Regions from separate parts of the Mus musculus genome. Here region 2 is linked to region 1. The links are chromatin contacts, called in public promoter capture Hi-C maps. All regions are on one chromosome and are shown on one strand. The core of a region is the stretch at or near the end of the contact, and the rest is flanking DNA. Distances in the headings are between cores, read along the strand shown.

Evidence for each region. Promoter capture Hi-C pulls out the DNA fragments that hold promoters and counts their contacts.
Region 2: a promoter capture Hi-C map of hippocampal neurons shows a contact between it and region 1, with 6 times the contacts expected there. The contact joins the promoter of Lrit2 here to the promoter of Gprin2 in region 1. A contact is called at or near these places in 3 of 39 promoter capture datasets (hippocampal neurons, liver and pre-B cells).

The regions. Positions count from the first base shown.
Region 1 is chr14:34,199,722-34,203,108 of GRCm38.p6, forward strand. Gprin2 (G protein regulated inducer of neurite outgrowth 2) reads right to left here and starts at 1,912. Exons shown (of 2, transcript NM_183209.2): 1 at 1,689-1,912.
Region 2 is chr14:37,066,122-37,069,508 of GRCm38.p6, forward strand. It overlaps Lrit2 (leucine-rich repeat, immunoglobulin-like and transmembrane domains 2), which reads left to right and starts at 1,908. Exons shown (of 3, transcript NM_001360134.1): 1 at 1,908-1,933; 2 at 2,355-3,136. The coding sequence starts at 2,368.

The sequences.
Region 1 (3,387 bases), core at 662-3,161:
CAGCTTCAGTTGCAAAGGATCAAACACTCCTACTCACATGCACATACCCACACACTCTCTCCTGGGAAGGCGTTTTAGCCCCACACAAAAGGCAGACACACAGAGGTATCCAAGAGCACTAGTGTTGAGTAATACCTTAATGTCCTTTCTCCCACCGCGTCTAATGCAAACGCTGTGACAGCTGTGGATGACATCGTGTGGTCACTGTCCTCGGGTTCTACTGTCAACAACTAGAGTCAACCACCCTCACATGCAGCAACTATCAATGCCATTTTGAAGAAACACCCCCCTCCCCCCAGTTTTTCAGAAACTTCCAGACTAGCCCAAGCCTGAGTCCGTGGGCTCCACTTGGTTAGAAATTCTGATTCTCTCCCCAGCTGAGAAGCCTATACCTTAGGGGTGGACTGGGGAAGGCTTCTAAAGGGCCTATCTCAGACCACACTAAGTCATTCATGCAAGCAGCAGGCGCTTAGATGACAACCTCTGTGTCCAGAAAGCCACAAAAAGGCAAGCAAGTCGACAAAGGAGGGAGCAGGGTGTGAGAGGAGAATCAGGACTGCTCACAGAGTTAACATAAGGAAGTTGAAAGGCCCAGGTAGGGATAGCCCCTACAGATACCTCAAATCCCTTGTAGAGAGGGGTGTGGCCACCTACAACTAGTGGTTTGATCATGCCAGCGTGCAAATAAACGGCCTAACAGGAACACAAGCCGAATGGAGAACGCAGCAAGAGACATCCCTTAAGGTGGGTGGGGCAGCTCCAAGAATAAAATCAGTCCCTCGTAGCCTCTAACCTTATCGAGATGGCATAGAACCTAAAGGCAGAGAAATGCCAGGAAAGGGGTATGCATGAGAAAACAAGCTCCAAGACGCCACCCTGCTCACCATAGAGAAACCCCTAAGAGTCCCAGAACGCCTAAGAGTCCCAGGGCCTGAAACCTGTGAGGGTTTGCTCACTCAGGTGCTAACAGTGGGCTGAATGTGTCTCAGGGTCAACTGCAACTGCAGGAGGCCACTAAGATTGTACCTGCACTCCCCAGCACAGTGCCCCAGCATGGACACACGCCTCACTGTGGCCATGGCACAGGCGGGTTTACAGTGTGAACCTGCAGGAAAGAACGTTCATTCACAGCAGCACTCCGCATGCCAAACACAGGCCGCCCCTGCTGCGGTCAAAGGCCTGAACGCACCACACACCACGCAGCCTCCCTGGCCAGGGCTCCCTTCCCCGAATCTCCAGAGCAAAGCCCACAGTGGTCTTAGGGAGAAGTACACAACCCAAGTCTCGGATCTAGGCTACAGACCTTTCCAGGACAAAGACTCAAAGGATATGGGGCAGTGAGCTCGCTGGTAGGGATGCTCCTGAGCAGAAGAGGGCGGGGCGCTGGCAACAGAGGACAGGGTGGGGGATGCGGATGGAAGAGAGGAGAACCCGGGAGGGAAGAAGCAAAGGAAGGCGGGGTGGAGGCCGATGGGCTCCGGTCCGGGGCAGAGGAAAAACAAAAACAAAACCCGGAGACTGGGCAAAGGGAACGTGGAAAAGAGAACCGGAGAGGGCAAGGGGGAGGCAACCGTGCGGAGGAATGCGGCGCAGACAGCGGTGAGGAAGGGGTTCGGGGGTTCAGGAAGGGGGGCGCCGCCCACACCACCCCAGCACCCACCACGGCTCGTGTTGAGCCAGCCTCTCACCCTGTCGCCTCCAGGGCCGCAAAGGCCGGCGGAAGCGCTGCTCCTGCGGCCGCCACAGGTGCCCGTCGCCAAGATGGAGCCGCACTGGGTCTAGCCCCGCCGTGGTGCAGCCGGCCGCGGAGCCTGCGCTGCCAAGGGCCAGAAGGGGAAGCTGTCACCGGTACCCGGAGCAGGGGTGCTGGGGGTTTGAGGGGGGCGACTCACTCACCTAGGCGCGCCCCGCCTCTTCACGGCTCAGCGTCCCGGCCCCGCCCCCTGCCTCGGCTCCGCCCATGTCATTCCCTTAGGCTCCGCCCCCAAGACTGCCCATCCCCCCTTCCTGACCCTTCCCCCCCGCCCCCCCCCCCCCCAGCAAGGCTGTTTTCTCACTGGGCTCATCCATTTTGTGCAACCTTCCCGACAGAGCCGGCCGCTGTGTTCCAATCTCCCACCCCTAAAGGGCGCCATCGTCCTGCCCCAGTCCCTCCGTGCCCCACCTTGCCTTGCGTGGCTAGCTCCGGCAAATCCTCCAGGTCCCAAATTCACATCCTTAGAGATTTTCAATCCCTTGCTCTGACACCAGAATCCATTGACATTCCCTGTGGCCCCGCCCCCCCCCCATGTCCTTTATCTTCCTGCCCCACCTCTCACAATTCTTGGGCCTCCCACCCACCTCTTGAGACCTTTCCCCAGGTCTTGCTCTCTAGAGGCCTTGCCTGTTAGGGAGTCTTCAGGCCTGCTGGATCCAACAGCATGCTCTCAGCTCTAGACTCACCTCAGGGAGAAATCCAAGCTTGATCCAGTTCTTGAGGTTTACAATTGCAGTGTGGTCCTTAAGGAGTACCTGCCCAGCTTCATAGTCCCAAAGTCACACCCTCAGCCATGTCCTTCAAGGTCTACATTCTTGATAACCTGTCAGTCTATCCACTTCCAGGACCATTTCCACCCTTGCCCTCTGACCCAATCCCACGCTAGGATGGTTTCGCAGCCTACCTCAGGGATGCAAAGAGCTGACATGCACAGTGACTCCCAGTGGGGAGAGACCTCACTGGAGCCTCAACTATTTTCCTGTAATTCCCTGCAGTTCTGATATTTCCTCCCTAGATCCCACTGTGTCCCTTCCTAAAAGCTCTACCGATTCTGGGTTGCCTGATCCCATGGAAAGTCTAGGATCCCTATTAGCTTTGCTCCAGCATCCCCAGACACACAGGACAGGAAGCTACCCCACCTAGATCTGACCAGACCCAGTCCACCATCAAGGAGTCCCCAGGTACCCAGGGCCACAGGGTAAGAGGAGACTGGGCTTCTTCTGAGTCCCCATCTCAGAGAACTAAGTCCCAGTGTCACACTCCTTTGTTGACAGCAGCCCTGGAGCCCCAACTTGCCTAGGGTTGTTTACACTCTTCCCATGCAGTTATGGGGAACCAACACCATCTTTGTCTCTCTCCTAGTTATGGATGGCTTCACTATCTTCTCAGAAAGTCCTAGATTTCCTCCAGTCACCCCTTCCCAGCAGGTCCTCAAAGCATTCTCTCCAGTTTGGGAAAACAGCCATCCTGGAAGAGCTAAGCACCCTGACAGGGCTGCACAGGCCTGTGGAAGCTCTGCTTCTACAGCCACAGGTGTCCAGGCTTTAAGATGGAGCCCGAGCTACACTAGTTGGGTCTAACCAGCCACGGTGCAGCTCGCTGCAGCGCTTACTGGGTATACAAGTAGGGGC
Region 2 (3,387 bases), core at 658-3,157, 2.9 Mb after region 1:
GATGTCTGAGTTTCATGACTTTTACGATTACATTTGGTAGCAGGTTATTTAAGCTAAACAAAACAGCACTAAGTAAATATATTAGTCAGGGTTCTTCTAACTTATCGAGTGAATCTATATTTATATCCATAATATGTATATCTATGTATATCTATCTAGATACAGACAAGCTCTAGGATGACACCTAGAAAAGTGAGTAGGTCTGAATTTATACTAAGTGGGACATGGAATTGACAGAAAAGATATTGTAGAAAAGGAAGATTTTTAATTTTGGGCTTTCATATTTAGGTGTAAGAGGGAAAAAAAGGAACTTACTTGTGCTTTCAGATAGCCATCCATTGAATTGCAGGGTCCCATGAAGTAAGCCTAAGTTGTGGAAACTTGGCAAAGGGCTCTGGAGCAAACTTCTCTCAGTGTTGTTTCTTTTTTGACAAACTGGTCAGAAACGGATGTCTCCCCCAGCCCATCCCTGCGTGTGTGCTGCTTTGGAATGGATGTTGCTTTGTGCAAGCGCTTCCTGGAGCTGAGTGTCACCTCATCATCATTTAAAAGATAATGAGAGCTGCACATCTCCCCATCTCACACAGACTTTGTGTATGCCACAGCACATTCCTTGTTTGATTTATTTTTTTACCTTGAAAGTAACTGCAAAGATCTATCCAAATGTCGAGTTAGATTGCCTAGGAATGCCAGAAAGTACATCTGGTATGAGTGGGAAGCCTGGGATGTAAGCAGCTTAGCTGGTGACCCATTTCTGCCTTGCTGGTTAGCTACTAAGCAGATTTTTTTTTTCACTGAAGCCTTTTGTGGGGTATAATGTATATCATGAATCGTATGAGAACTCATAGAATTTTGGCATTTTCTTGATATGCTCTCATTTAATAAGAAAGGTGGCACTTCAGCTCATCTAGACTCTGTCACTTAGAGGGGATGAATTGTGGGGCACCTATTGTCCTAGGCACTGTGCATTAATTAATCTAAACATTTCCTGTCCAAAGCATGAAGTGTTTGCTGATGATTCTTGTTCTGTAGAAGAGACACAACGGCTTACACACTAGAAGATATCCCCCAAACAGCCAGACTCAGAAGCAGAAGCACAAGGAAGACTGAATGAGGAAATATCTATAGAGTTTATTTTCTTACCACTGTTGTGCCTAGAAAACATGACTTACAGTGAACAAACAATAAATAGTGACATGTGAAGAGAAATAGAGAAGTATCTTGTCACAGATGACATTCACAAGCCTGACATTTTGCTCTTTATGGTGTGATGCAGTGTTTTAGAAAAGTCAGGGAAAAGTCAGACCATTAAGCTACTTGCCCCAGACTGTAAAGCTTTGTCCTTATGTTTTTAAGCTTCCATATTGGAAGGACACCATGATGTTTCTCCAATTCTAGTGATATGGATTGTAGAAGCATTAGTCTTAATGCAGTAGAAGTATGACTAAACACATCACCCATGGTGCGGTGCTGGCAGACCGCAAGCAAGGAAAACAATCCCAGGGTTGTTTTGTTGCTCATCATCTGCTTTCCCTTCAAGAAAATAATTGGAAACTGGCATTTCAGGATTCCTTTGTGAACTGTAAAGTATTAGATGCATTCTGGCCAAATCCCGAGCTATGGTACTCAGGCTTGCAACACCTGATTGTTTCCCTGGCTTCTTTGTAAGAAGCTGAGAGACGGTAGAAACAGAATGGAGCTTGATGTCTGATGTATATTCGCCTTTGCAACCTTAAGAACCACAGCCTTTTCATTTTAGTTAAGAGACACAACTTCTCGACATGGACTTTTCCTGAGCCTGGGAGCTGGGCTGTAACAGACCTCGGGGCATTCAGTGCTTTAGTGCTGCTGTGCTGACCTACATCTTTATGGATTACCAATAATAGGATTTGCTACTCAGAAGCTGAGACCATACCTACCCAAACCACACAAGGTATTTGCCTACAGATAAATATGGCTTTTGTTTTTTACTGTTTCTTGCAAGTTCTGGTCTCTTGGGTTATACATGCAGTGCAGCCGTTCTGTCTGCCAGAGTGTACCTGTTCAGAGGAGAGTTTTGGCAGGTGTGCTATGCTGACAGGATTCCAGAGGGTGATGTGGGGGTGGAGGAGACTTTCTTTAAAAATGATATGGAGTGACACAGGCTTAGAGTTTGTGGGAAATCAGCTAAATCCCATGGGATTCATTTTAGTTGGTTCTGGAGTTTATGGAGCAGAACATTTCTACCAAAAGCCATCTCTTTTATTTTAAATTCATTATTTTTCATTTAATCTCCATGTCTAGTGACAGGACTCACAAAATACCAGTTATAGGTTCCTTGAGGCTTATTGAAGTTTTTCTGCTTTCTTATACAGGAGCCTTCAGTGCATGTCTATGTCTTTGGGAAAGATTCCAGACAACTTTCCCGAAGAACTCAAGCAAGTGAGAATTGAAAACTCACCCTTATTTGAACTTTCCCAGGGGTTTTTCACCAACATGAGCAGTTTGGAATACCTTTGGCTCAACTTTAACAATGTCACTGTGATCCACCTAGGCGCCCTGGAGGACCTGCCAGAGCTGAGAGAGCTGAGACTAGAGGGGAACAAACTCCGTTCAGTACCATGGACAGCGTTCCGCGCCACCCCTCTCCTGCGGGTTTTGGATCTCAAACACAACCGGATTGATTCTGTCCCAGAACTGGCTCTTCAGTTCCTAACCAACCTGATATACCTTGACATATCCTCCAACAGGTTGACAGTTGTATCCAAGGGTGTCTTCTTGAACTGGCCAGCCTATCAGAAACGGCAACAGCTTGGTTGTGGAGCTGAGTTTCTTTCCAATATGGTATTGTCGCTGCACAATAATCCTTGGTTGTGCGACTGCCGATTAAGGGGACTTGCTCAGTTTGTCAAGTCCGTTGGTCCCCCTTTCATACTGGTGAATTCGTACCTGGTATGCCAGGGTCCTGTCTCTAAGGCAGGGCAGCTTTTACATGAGACTGAGCTCGGAGTTTGTATGAAGCCAACTATTTCAACCCCTAGTGTCAATGTCACTATCCAGGTAGGAAAGAACGTGACTCTGCAATGTTTTGCACAAGCCAGTCCCTCACCAACCATTGCATGGAAGTATCCCCTGAGCACGTGGAGAGAATTTGATGGTAAGCCATTTGTACTCTCTGTATATATATGGGGGCAGTGTAGAGGTCTGTTAGGACTCTGCCTCAATATAGAGGTGTAAACGGTGCCTGTCATAAAGGATGGGTGCAGGTAAGATGGACATATATATGGATTAACTCCATAGAACAGAAAAGAGTTCAAGGTAGCATTCCACTATCAGCATTGTTTAAAGTGGGTACATGCAGATCTCATATATAAATAGATATATTGGATCTGATCATCTCTTATAGTA